2 separate regions of the Acanthopagrus latus genome follow, and region 2 is linked to region 1. A link is a contact called in public Hi-C data. All regions are on one chromosome and are shown on one strand. Each heading gives the region's core, a stretch centred on a gene start, on an enhancer-like site or on the middle of the called end of the contact. The rest is flanking DNA. Distances are from core to core; before and after follow the strand shown. Region 1 holds the start of gstt2 (glutathione S-transferase theta-2). Region 2 holds the start of LOC119019304 (mucin-5AC-like).

What was found. A called contact is a pair of places that touch in the nucleus more often than the background predicts.
Region 2: a contact with region 1 is called in a Hi-C map of muscle, with 4 times the contacts expected there. The contact joins the promoter of LOC119019304 here to the promoter of gstt2 in region 1. A contact is called at or near these places in 2 of 4 Hi-C or Micro-C datasets (both in muscle).

Annotation. Positions count from the first base shown.
Region 1 is chr5:31,160,564-31,167,453 of fAcaLat1.1, reverse strand. It overlaps gstt2 (glutathione S-transferase theta-2), which reads right to left and starts at 3,439. Exons shown (of 6, transcript XR_005074920.1): 1 at 3,191-3,439; 2 at 2,565-2,670; 3 at 2,123-2,273; 4 at 1,765-1,941; 5 at 1,255-1,674; 6 at 1,114-1,224. chek2 (serine/threonine-protein kinase Chk2) reads left to right here. Exons shown (of 15, transcript XM_037097199.1): 11 at 1-59; 12 at 203-318; 13 at 392-477; 14 at 610-678; 15 at 776-972. The coding sequence ends at 892. It overlaps LOC119019030 (WD repeat-containing protein 5-like), which reads left to right and starts at 6,597. Exons shown (of 14, transcript XM_037097207.1): 1 at 6,597-6,890. The coding sequence starts at 6,870.
Region 2 is chr5:31,337,630-31,344,167 of fAcaLat1.1, reverse strand. It overlaps LOC119019304 (mucin-5AC-like), which reads left to right and starts at 2,410. Exons shown (of 12, transcript XM_037097761.1): 1 at 2,410-2,655; 2 at 5,005-5,263. The coding sequence starts at 2,410.

The DNA.
Region 1 (6,890 bases), core at 2,190-4,689:
ACCACAGGGTACGGCCTCGCCGTGGACGCCTGGAGCCTCGGGGTCCTGCTCTTCGTCTGGTAGGCTCAGCAGCCCTCAGACACCGGTCTCACTCCTGTCAATCTGTCTGATCAACAGCTGACTGACCTGGAGGTCTGTCTGTGTCTAGTTTTTCACTGGTTGTTAATCTCTCTCTCTGTCTCTCTCTCTGTCTCTCTCTCAGTCTTGGTGGTTATCCACCATTCCACGAGGATTTTGGGAATCATTCGATCACAGAGCAGATAATCAGTGGAGAGTTCACCATGGTTCCATCCAAGTGGAGAAACATTTCTGACCAAGGTACTACGGCAATACTACTGTGGTACTCATGTAATACTCGTACAGTTCTCAGTGTGTGTTTCCATGGTTACAGCAAAGGATGTGGTGAGGAAGCTGCTGGTTGTTGATCCCAGTAAGAGGATGACGATCGACGAGGCTCTGCAGCATCCCTGGCTACAGGTACCAGTCCTGCAGACTAACAAAACGTATCATCACTTTCCTGTCAGAATGATGGTGGAAACTGTTTGATGATGTCATCTGTGGCCTGATGATGTCATAGTGCTGTCATCAGAATGACTGTGATGTGTTCAGGATCAGGTGATGGTGCGGACAGCTCACAGACTGATGTACCATGATGATGATGATGATGATGCTGTCATGGTAACCACATCCACACACACTCATTCACTCAATTGTTGTGTCAGTGAAATAACCCCTCCCCTGAATTAATAACTCCGCCCACATCCCCTCCACTCAGCAAGTGGCGGGACCAGCAGCAGCTGGAGGTGTCGGGCGGAAACGAAGACGAGTCGAGGAAGAGGTTGAGGACCATCCGGCCAAACGGAGCCAAGCCCCGCCCCCTGCCCCACTGTAGAAGGCCAATTGGATCCACACTAGCTCACTACTGCAAAACTGTAAATAAGTTTATTTTCTAATAAAGTTTTTTATTTTTAACCGTCTTGCTTCAATTAGTCGACGATAAGATGGAACTGAAACAAACTTAAAAACCAGAACATCAGCTCAGAGTTCCTGTTAACATGGTGACAAGAAGGTGACAGAGACAAATCAATGAATCAATAAATAACTGACAAAAAATAACTTTGATTCTCTTCATTACAAACATGATTTTAAATATTTACAAACAAACTGATGATTATTTAGAAACACGTCAGTCACTCGTCTGCCCCTCACCTGTCTGCCCCTCACCTGTCTGCCCCTCACCTGTCTGCCCCTCACTCGTCTGTCTCTCAGCATAAGGCACAATTCACTGTCAGGACTTTTTTTATTTCTCACGCTGAGCGTAACCAGAATTGAAACACATAAATCATCAGTGATTCCAAACAGTTAGTTTGTTTGTGACTAATCAGTCATATTATTGATCTATGTTTTAATTAAACAGTAGGGCAGACACTCAGACACCTGTTCATCAGCTCAGTTTCTCTTGATGGTGATTGGCTCCTCCCTCGGTCAGGCAGCAGGTGTCTGTTGGCTCCGCCCACATGTGTGATGTCACAGCTTGGCTTTGCGGCGGTCTCTCAGGGCATACAGGACGGCGTGCGCCTGGTCGAAGGACTCGCCAACAGCAGACTGAACTCTGCTCCTCCAGCGCTGCAGCTGAGGACGATCCTTCAGGATGTCTCTGTCCCCGCCCATCGGCTGCAGAGACATACTGAGCATGCTCAGAACCAGCAACCAATAACTGAGCACCACAGCTGATCAATTTGTAAACCAATTGGAGTGGCTGACCTGCATGACCTCACAGACCGCAAGCAGGTCTGCCACAGTGATGTCATCGCCGCACAAAAAGGGCTGTCTGCGGAGGAACATGGACTCCAGTTTGTCTAGAGTCTCATCAAGCTGAGACAGAGCGCGAATCAAACGCCCCTCGTCCACCGGGGAGCCGGTCTGAGCTGGGAGAAGCACCTGAGACAGACAGGTGGAGATGGAGACAGACAGGTGTGACTGAAGAGGAATAACTTTAAATTTAGATGGATAGATAACTTTATTAATAGATTATCATAGCAGCAACATTCAAATATAAATACAATCAAAATACAAAGTCAGATAGAGACAGTAACAAACTTAAGTATTTGTGTGTGTGTACCTCTAGTATGAACACTTTAGCAGCGTGTGGCCGTGTGTTGTTGTGATGCCAGGCTGTGTATTCGTCCACTCTGGCTCGTTTCTCTGGTTGCCGTGGATACCAGTGCTCCAGGACCTTGTACTTAGCTGCCAGGTACTTCAGGATGGCGTCACTGTCACACACACACACACTTTGACCACACTGTGAGTGTGTGTGTGTACCTGTGTGTGTGTGTGTGTGTACCTGTGTGTGTGTGTGTGCGTGTACCTGTGTGTGTGTGTGTGTGTGCGTGTACCTGTGTGCGTGTGTGTGTACCTGTGTGCGTGTGCGTGTACCTGTGTGTGTGTGTGTGTGTGTACCTGTGCGTGTGTGTGTACCTGTGCGTGTGTGTGTACCTGTGTGTGTGTGTGTGTGTGCGTGTGTGTGTACCTGTGCGTGTGTGTGTACCTGTGTGTGTGTGTACCTGTGTGTGTGTGTGTACCTCTCTGTGAGAACGAAGCCGTTGTCCTCCATCACAGGAACTCTGTTCATGGGGTTCAGCTTGGTGAATTCTGGGGTCCTGTTCTCTCCTGCACACAGTGAAGATCAGGTCGAATCAAAATACGTTCAGAAATCACGCAGTTTAATGTTCCCTGCGTGCTGTTCAGCAGCCACACTGACAAACTCACTTTATAAAGAGAAACTTCAGCTTAACACAGATCCCGATAGAAACGGCCATTTTAATGTAACTGAACGCTTCTTGTGTTTATTTGATGAGTGAACTCATCAGAAGAACATCGTGACGTGTATGACACGTTTGTATAACTCTTAAAGAAAGTTTAAAACGGTCACAAACTGAATGAAGACCGGTGAGCAGCGATAAGAGCTGATATGTGGGTCGAAGTTCACCAGGGCGGAGGGTAGAAACAGCGAAGACTACTGACTGACCTCAGCACGGTTAGTTAACCAGCCAGTTAGTCTGTTAGTTAACCAGCTAGTTAGTCTGTTGGTTAACCAGCCAGTTAGTCTGTTGGTTAACCAGCCAGTTAGTCTGTTAGTTAACCAGCCAGTTAGTCTGTTGGTTAACCAGCCAGCCTGCCAGCAGCTCACCTTTCCTCAGAGCCACGGTTCGGACGGTGTGCGGGATCTTGTTGCAGTTCAGCAGGATGTGCACCGCCCGGCACGGCTGCGACAGCAGGTCCAGGTACACCTGCACTACCCTGCGGGTTGCCATGGAGACAGAAATCGTTTTTAACTGTACACTAACGGCAGACCGAGATACGGCTGTCCTCCTCCTACTCCCGCTTCAGGTTCTTCTCCTTCTTCTTCTGGGTTTTACAGCAGCTGGCATCCAAAAGTTGCATTGCTGCCATCTATGGGACTAACACCGTAGTGCACTATATCCTGCTACACAGACCAGTGAGAGAAACAGCGTTTTCCCCTCCCGCTTGACTTCTAAAATACTTTTCAGAGATACTTCTTCCAATCCAATTTCTCGCAGTTCTCTGAGTAGTTCTTGTCTTTGGCGGTCATAATTTCTACAGGAAATCAAAGCAAGTTACACTGTCTCAGGTTCCTGACAGAAACACAAGCCACTCTGGTGTTTTCCTTAAATAAATGAAGCGCTGTTCAGAAACGTGTGACCAATCCTCATTCTAAAATAATATCTTCTTCCTTACATCTAATCCCCCTCTTTAACAAACGTTAAGTGAGCCACTTACTCTACCAGATATTGAGAATAGGTGCCTTCCTTTGTTTTCTTGCTCCCAGAGCTGAATTGTGTGTGTGTGTGTGTGTGTGTGTGTGTGTGTGTGTGTGTGTGTGTGTTTGTTTGTTTATTTCCTGCCACACAATACTTTTACCGTCCACCTTTGATAGATTTATGTTGACATCTATGATTTCCTTTTGAGCAGCTTCCTTGGCCAACTTATCAACCTTTTCATTTGTTGCAATACGTACACGAGCTGGGACCCATACAGATGATATTTCTACCTCTCTGCTTTTCAGCATCTCTGCCAGAAGAATATCATATACAAGGTCTTGTAGACTCTTTGATGATCCTTTCCCAATACTATTGATAGCTGTCACTACATACAGTATCAACCCTTTATGGTTCTGGATCTGCTCAGTCCATTGCACTGCCATCAGGATTGCATATACTTCCACTGTGAAACACACTTATTATTATAAGCTCCCAATAAATAAATAACTTAATAAATGAAAACAAGCAAACAAAACAAATAAAAATAAATAAAATGATAATAATGATACAAACTAAATTATATTTATTTTATATCTTATGATTTAAACTTGCATCTGTCAGAACTATGAGCCTTGTAGAATCACTCATCTCTGCCCTCGTTCATATATTCATATATTCTACTACGTAGTTCATATGCTTTACATCATATTTGCTTCATATTTCATGACAACATGTTCAACATGTTCAGAACCTGACAGACATCACGCTCCTCTGACATTAAATAAAGGCATGATTTGAATCCTGTATGTCTGAGCCAAATGTGCTGATCACATAAATTAACAGTTTCTGTCTTAATTATAACATTAATAATGAGCTAATGAGCTGTTTGCCTTCAGGCTCATGAGGAGCCTCCACCAATCAGACGCCGGCTGCGTTCAGGTCGAGGACGCAGCGCTCTGTGTTCACTGTCTTCATCATGTCGTCCTCTCAGCTGCTCCTCTGCTGTCTCACTGCTCTGTCTCTCATCCGTCTGCAAGGTAAGACAGGTGCACACACACACGCACACACACGCACACACACATACACACACACATGCATACACCTCATATTATCTGTAACGTGTCAGAAACAGTTTCTATAATTAAAGTCCTCATCAGTAATCAATAATAATGATCAGAAGTTTGATGTTTGATGAGCGCCGTCTGTTCTCACTGTTTAGTTTAGTTGAAAGTGATGACGAAGATGAAGAAGATGAAGATGTGATTGATTAATAGTTGAGTGTAAGAGCTGCTGTCAGATGATTAGTCAGTTATCAATGATCACTAAAGGTATTGATGGATGTGTTTGTACGGAGTGTGTTTGTACAGACTGTGTGTGTGTGTGTGTGTGTGTGTGTGTGTGTGTGTGTGTGTGTGTGTGTGTGTTCTTGGTCTAGAGGTTTATTTTTAATGTGTGACCTGCAGGTGTTCTCAGTTAAATGTTAATGTGATTCAGTGTTAGCATGAGCAGCTAACAGTGCTGACCTCTGACCTTTAAGACCTGAGTGACACTAAAGCTTTCAGTCAGCTTCAACACACTGATGCACATTAAACAGCAGGTCATGTGACCTGAATGACATCATGTAACCTGAGCAGGTTTATACAGACACATTATTTATCTTTAAAGTGTGTGTGTGTGTGTGTGTGCCTGTGCCAGGAGGCTGTCTCCAGTGTTTTGGTTGTAATGTAGGCAGTGGGCGTGGCCAGGGGCGGGGCTACGTGGAGCTGGGCTGCAGCCAACCAGAAATCATCAACTGCAGTGGAACAGAGAGAGGATTCAAACTGAGAGCCTGTCTCACCACATACAGCAGTCAGTACCTGTCTGATTGTCTGTCTGATTGTGTGTTTGTCATACTGTGTCTGTCTCCTAACACTACATTACCCATGAGCCTCAGGAGTAATGTAGCGAGTGTTCACAGCTTCAGTGTTCATGTGAAGTTCTTTGATTGCTGGTGAAGAGCACCCTGAGAGTCATAGCTGACTTCATGTAGTTCAGACTTTTTATTTTCTATTATCACAAACTGTCAGAATCAAGAAGCTGAACTGTGTGTGTGTGTGTGTGTGTGTGTGTGTGTGTGTGTGCAGAGTCTCTGGACCTGGTCTTGTCTCGAGGTTGTGCGACATCTCGTCATTGTCAGCAGACGGAGCTTCCTGGAGTCTCGATCGCCTGCTGTGATTGGTCGCTGTGTAATGGTGGGTGGCGGTGGACGGGGTCAATCGCTGCCGTCATCATCAGCTTCATCACGAGTTGCTGGAGTCCAAAGCTCAATAACAACTGATCCCTGATCAGCACCAGACCACTGAATGACAACATTACACACTGAGCATGTGCATCCACTGTCCTCTCTTCACCAAGTGCTCTCACATCCACCTGAGGAGGAGGAGGAGGAGGAGGAGACACCTCAGTTCAGCATCACATCATAGCCAGTCAGGGCCCAGTGTGACGCTGACACAGTGACACGTTGGTTCTGTCCCTGCTGTAGTAGTAATAATAATAATAATAATAATAATAATAATAATAATAATAATAATAATAATGATAATAAGATGGTTGTGATTGGTTGCTGTGTGTCACGTGTTAATGTGTTTGTTTGACACTGTGTGATCATATGTGACAAACTGATCAGAGTGACGTCATGTTCCACACTGTGAGTAATACACATTTATATTTATAACAGCTGTTATTTCCTCCATTTCTGTATATTTATTTTGGCCTTCTTCGCTCGCCGTATGGCTAACGATCTATCACGCATGCGTGGTAGCAACTACGTACTGTTCAGCACATTCTGGCTGAAGCTAAGCTAACAGGATGTTCTATCTGCTGCTGTAACAATCCAGTCCAGCACTGAGTGGTCTCTGTTCAGACTCGGTACACACTCGGTTCCGGACGTTCACACAAACCGGTTCTGACCCGAAGCTCGCGCTGACAGCAGAGGCTACAGTTAACGCTGTTAGCATTGGCAGCTAGCTTTATCTTCAGTCCTGCAGCAGAGAATCATAACAGAGCTAACAGAGGCTAGCGCTGGCTAGCAGCTGAGTGCTCGACAACATGGCGACAGAGGAGAAGAAA
Region 2 (6,538 bases), core at 1,161-3,660, 180 kb before region 1:
TAATGAATTGTATTTCCAGTGTATAATCCTTGAATCTTTGGCAATATTGTTCACCTGACATTCAAGCCAATAAAGCATACTGAATTGAAGTGAACTGAACTGAACTGAACTTAATTGAATTGAATTGAGAGGTAGAGCTGCAGTGGAGAGAGAGAGATAGAGAGAGAGAGAGAGAGAGAGAGAGAGAGAGAGAGAGCTACAGTACAGTGGAGAGAGAGAGAGAGAGAGAGAGAGAGAGGTAGAGCTACAGTACAGTGGAGAGAGAGAGAGAGAGAGAGAGAGAGAGAGAGGTAGCGAGGTGTTGAGCTCTGAGGTTTATCTAGAGGAGGAGAGCAGAGGAGATTAGAAAAGATAAAAAGAAGAACAGAAGAATAAGAAGAAGAGGAAGAAGAAGGACGATCAGCAATTTGTCATTTGTTTACTCATCAAGAATCAACCTAAAGGCAAACTGCAGACAGACAGGTGAGTAACTCACTGATAGACAGACAGGAAACAATACAACAGGTAACAGAAAGAGAGACAAGCAGAGAGACAGGTAGAAACAGAGATCAGAAACACCAGACAGAGAGTCACATAGAAACAGACAGGTAGGAACAGATATAGACAGACAGGTGGATATAGACGGACAGGTGTATTGTGTAAAAAGATAACAGAAAATGTGTTTGGCCACTTTATTATAAACACTTGTTCAGTTTGTTTCAGCTTCAGTGTCATAAAATGACTTTAAGGAAGACTTTATTGTCAGTCATGTATACAATGTTTGTGATGTTTATGATGATGTTACTTTTGTTTAATTACAACTGGACTTTAACATATTCAGGGGGTTCCTAATATTCTGACTACCGGATCTAAATGCCCTGAAAAGCTGTGAACAGACCGTCAGACTTACAGACAAACTGTACATGTGTTCCTCATAAAGTGGCCACTGAGTGTACGACACAGAGATAAAAGATGAGAAGCATGTGAGTGGTGGAGGTTGTTTGTGAGGTCAAACATTTTAATAAAGACGGAGAAGAAGAAGACAAGCAGCAAAGTCTCAGAGTCTCAGTTTAATCATATTTTCATCAAATCACACGCAAACAAACAACAAACAGACAGACAGACAGACAGACATCGAGAGAGACAAAGACAGACAGACATATATTATTATATTTGTAGCACAGTAATATATCACAATAGTATATCATAGTAATATACCACTGTAGTATATAACAGTAATATACCACTGTGGTATATCACAGTAATATATCATAGTACAGTGTTTCCCACAGTATTTTCTGAGACTATGGTGGTGGTGGTGGTTCAAGTCACCATTGAACAGACTCACAACAGTCAGTCATAGGCGACAGTTTTGTCATTTTGTAACTAATTCATGACTGCTTCGGAGCGGCACATAGACCCGCACACAGCGGGCTGCCACAGTCTCGTCAATTTATGGGAAATACTGATAGTAGTATATCACACTAACATGCCACAGTAGTATATCACACTAACATGTCACAGTAGTATATCACAGTAATATATAACAGTACTATAACACAATAGTATATCACAGTAATATATCAGATTAATATACCACTGTAGTATATAACAGCAATATATCACAATAATATATCACAGTAGTATATCACAGTAATATATCACAATAGTATATCATAGGAATATACCACTGTAGTATATCACAGTAGTATTTCACAGTAGTATATTATAGTGATATACCACTGTAGTATATCACAGTAATATATCACAATAGTATATCATAGTAATATACCACTATAGTATATCACAGTAGTATTTCACAGTAGTATATTATAGTGATATACCACTGTAGTATATCACAGTAATATATCACAATAGTATATCATAGTAATATACCACTATAGTATATCACAGTAGTATTTCACAGTAGTATATTATAGTGATATACCACTGTAGTATATCACAGTAATATATATATCACAGTAGCATATTATAGTGATATACCACTGTAGTATATCACAGTAATATATATATCACAGTAGCATATTATAGTGATATACCACTGTAGTATATCACAGTAATATATATATATCACAGTAGCATATTATAGTGATATACCACTGTAGTATATCACAGCAGTAAAAGCTCCAGTACCGATACTTAATAGATTTTATGGTGAGAGACAGAATATCATAACACAAAGAGACTGAAGGGACAGACGTTCTGGTTTCACTGGTTTCACTGATGTTTTTGTTGCAGCCTGTTGGTGGGTGGAGCATCTTCAGGATTATTTTCACCTGGTAACCATGACGATAAGAAGATAACCGGCTGGCCACCATGACAACCACCTGTTTGAATCCCAAGATAAAAATGTGTGAGGTACTTTTGACCTCCTGATGAACTTCCTGTCTGTCTGACACTCTGGCCACCATGTCTCATCTTCACCCCCATCTCCTCCTCCTCCTCCTCCTCCTCCTCCTCCTGCCTGTGTTTGGCCGGTGTCAGACTGGTGGTCAGTTTGATGTGTGTCGGTCACTGCGTGGCTCAGAGGCGGGGCCTGGATGGGAGTTTTATGCTTGTCAGCCTCCACCTGCCAACATGAAGGAGGTGATGCAGATCAGAGTTGACCCCCCCGGAATCACATGTGGAAACCCACCAGAGAGATTCTGCACACTGGTCAGTCATACACACCTGAACACACAAACACACCTGAACACTATAAACCAATAGCATGATTATGATAGAGATGTGTTTGGCTGGCTCACAGTAACACGTGAAGTTGACATGCTGACTGAAGGAAAGTCCACCTCAGCTGCTGCCCGTTGATTCCGTTCAACACACGTTGTCTCCAAAGTTGTTTCTGAGAGTTTGTTAGTACATCCATCCAGCCTCACAATCACAGACCACATGTAAACATGTCACTTGAGGATCACCACATTCACATCTGCCATTCTTCAACTTGTGAAAACAGCGAGCAGAAAAAAAAGTGTCGTGTTTATATTTGTGTTGAGTGTCGTTCAGGTGCAAACTTGTCCTCATCAAAGAATAAATGTGCCTGATAACTGACCTCAGTTTTAACTGATGACGGTCAGTCAGTGCCAGCAGATGATTCAGGCTGTTTAAAGAGTCCTGCAGGTTCAGCTGGAACAACTGAACACTTTCAGTACTAACGGACTCTAACAAATTCAACAGACTCTAATAGACTCTACCTATAATACCCATAATAAACACAGTGTGTAGGATTCAGAGTCAGAACAGATATCTCATGATTTATGGTCTCCAAACATAACTAACCCTATTACAATATATCTTATATTCAGGCCAATACTGTGATCTATTACACATAAAGAGATTAAAGTCTCTCCTGCCAATCATTCCAGGAACACACACACACACACATGCACACACACTTCCTGCTGTCTGTGTAATTGTTCCTTTGGGAAACCAAAGACATTTCTGAATTATTGATAAATGCAACAGATGTAATGAAGCAAAAATATAATGACAACAAAAAGTTTACATTTGACCCCATTTAAAGAGCAACTACACATCTTGTTGAACCTGAACATAAAACCATCAGTTTAATGATGCTGCATCTCTACGATCAGATGGAAAGTAATGATGGACTGGTTATAATAATCACTTTAATAATACAGTTTGACTGAATGTTAGAAACATTTACTTTGGATTCTTCACAAATGCATTTGGTGTAACAGGCTTGTTATAAGTTTAACTTACAGTTTGTTATAGTTATAGTCAATTTTTGTTATAGTCAGTTACAGTTATATTTAGTTACAGTTATAGCCAGTGACAGTTATTTACAGTTAGTTAACGTCAGTTACAGTCAGTTACAGTTAGTTATAGTTAGTTAGTTACAGTCAGTTACAGTTAGTTATAGATAGTTGCAGTTACAGTCAGTTACAGTGAGTTATAGTTAGTTAGAGTCAGTTACAGTTAGTTATAGATAGTTACAGTTACAGTCAGTTACAGTGAGTTATAGTTAGTTAGAGTCAGTTACAGTTAGTTATAGATAGTTACAGTTACAGTCAGTTACAGTGAGTTATAGATAGTTACAGTTACAGTCAGTTACAGTTAGTTACAGTCAGTTACAGTTAGTTATAGATAGTTACAGTTACAGTCAGTTACAGTTAGTTATAGATAGTTACAGTTACAGTCAGTTACAGTTAGTTACAGCCAGTTACAGTTAGTTATAGATAGTTACAGTTACAGTCAGTTACAGTTAGTTACAGTCAGTTACAGTTAGTTATAGATAGTTACAGTTACAGTCAGTGACAGTTAGTTACAGTCAGTTACAGTTAGTTATAGTTAGTCATAGTAATAGTCAGCTACAGTCAGTTACAATTACAGTCAGCTAGTTAAATGTTTAGGTGTAGATTAGTTGTACTATAGCAGCTGGCAGCTGCAGCTAAAGTCAAAAGATAAGCCTCTCACACACACTGATCAGATTAACTTCAGTGTTAATCCATCACACACTGCACAAGTATGTTAGTGGGACAGCCCCCCACCCCCCCTCTCTCTCTCGCTCTCTCTCTCCATTCAACTGTGTTGGATCATGTGGCTGAATACAGCAGGTGCTCCTCCTCATTCATCAGGTGCTCCACCTCATACAGCAGGAGCTCCAACATACAGTTGGTGCCCCACCTCACATATGCACTACATACAGCTTGTAAACCACAGAGATATAAAACATGGACACAGTCTCTGTGATGTCACCAGTAGGCTAATCTAAAACAGAGCAAAGAGGTAAAGTGTGGGTGGAGCTGAATCAATCTGAATTTTTTACTTTTTAACATGTGTTCTGTACAGCACTGTTGACACATTATAACACATAAGTATGTTCATAATTTGTTATAATGCATTATAGACGTGGGCCTCATAGAAAGTGTTAGGGACTGAACCACTGACATATTTCAACCATCAGAATATTGTAAAAGATCAAATAATCTCATACATTTTCCACTATGACTTTAAATAAACTGGATTCTGTTGTTTGCTGTTCTGCAGGAGAATCCATACCTGTGCAGCGATGAGTGTGATGCGTCCAGCCCAGACCTGTCTCACCCTCCACAGCTAATGGGAGACAGGGAGCGGGGAGGACTAATCACCTACTGGCAGACAGTCACATGGTCCAGGTATCCTGAGCCCCTATTGGCCAACATCACACTGTCCTGGAATAAGAGTCTGGAGGTCGTCGATGACATCATCGTCACCTTCGAGTATGGCCGACCAACGAGCATGGTGCTTGAGAAATCTCTGGACAAAGGTGATTTGTCAGTGGGGGGGCAGAAGGCTGAAAAGGGTCAGACTGTCAGGCTTGGGCAGAAAAGAGGACTCAGATGCAGGAATGGCAGAAGTAGTGTCAAGCTTTATTAATCTGAATTTGTAACTCTCCAGAATGAATGACAAATAAAACTCTATGAAACTCTGCGTGACGAACAAGACAAACAACATGAAACACAGAAAAACTGAAAGCGCTCCCGTAGGAGGAAAACCTGCACTATTCTTGAATATATACATAAATATCAAAGTTAACAAAATAAAAGATCTCCGAAGAGAAAGCTCAGAGGCTATGAAAATTATCTACTCTTTCTTAATAAAGTTAACCAACAAAAATTCACTCGTTACGAGGAAAAGAAAGGCTATCAAAACTCAAACTACAACTCAAAATGCTGACCAGAAATTACAAATCAAAATCACTCTTCTCGAGGATACAAAATACAGATAAATAAAACGTGAACAATACTTAACCTGAACGTGAAATAATTCCTCAACAAGACGTGGAACAAGGCTATGGTAAAGGCTTCGGTAGACGATATAAAGACGAAATACTTTGGCACAGAGACAGGGGAAGACACAGGGGGCGTGGTGTTAGGTACCATCTTGCTCTCTTTCGCCGGTTTAATCTGACTGACGTGAAAGGTGGGATGTACTCGTAAGGACCGAGGCAGGCATAGTCGAACTGCTGCTGGGCCTATGTTTCTGGTGATGGGGAATGGACCTACGAATCGTGGAGCCAGTTTCTTGGATGACACCTTGAGATTTAAGTCTTTGGCCGAAAGCCACACTCTCTGTCCTGGTTGATAATCTGGAGCTGGCCGTCTTTTCCGATCGGCGTTTCTCTTCACCCGATCGCCTTGTCAGATGAGAATCTGTCTTGCTGCTGCCCAGACCCGTCGACAGCGCTGAACCATGGCATAGGCCGAAGGTACCGACGCCTCCCTTTCATTGTCTGGAAACAGGGGTGGTTGGTAACCGAAAGCACAATGAAAAGGTGAAATACCTGTAGCGGATGTAGGTAATGAATTATGCGCATACTCTACCCAGACCAGGTGTTTGCTCCATGTCGAGGGATTCTGGTGTACCACGCATCGGAGGCCGGTTTCCAGCTGTTGGTTTAGGTGTTCGGTCTGGCCGTTAGCTTCTGGGTGGTATCCTGACGTCAGACTGGCTGTGGCTCCAATTAGACTGCAAAATTCTTTCCAGAATTTGGATATGAACTGAGGCCCCCGGTCCGAAACAATGTCCTTAGGAAATCCGT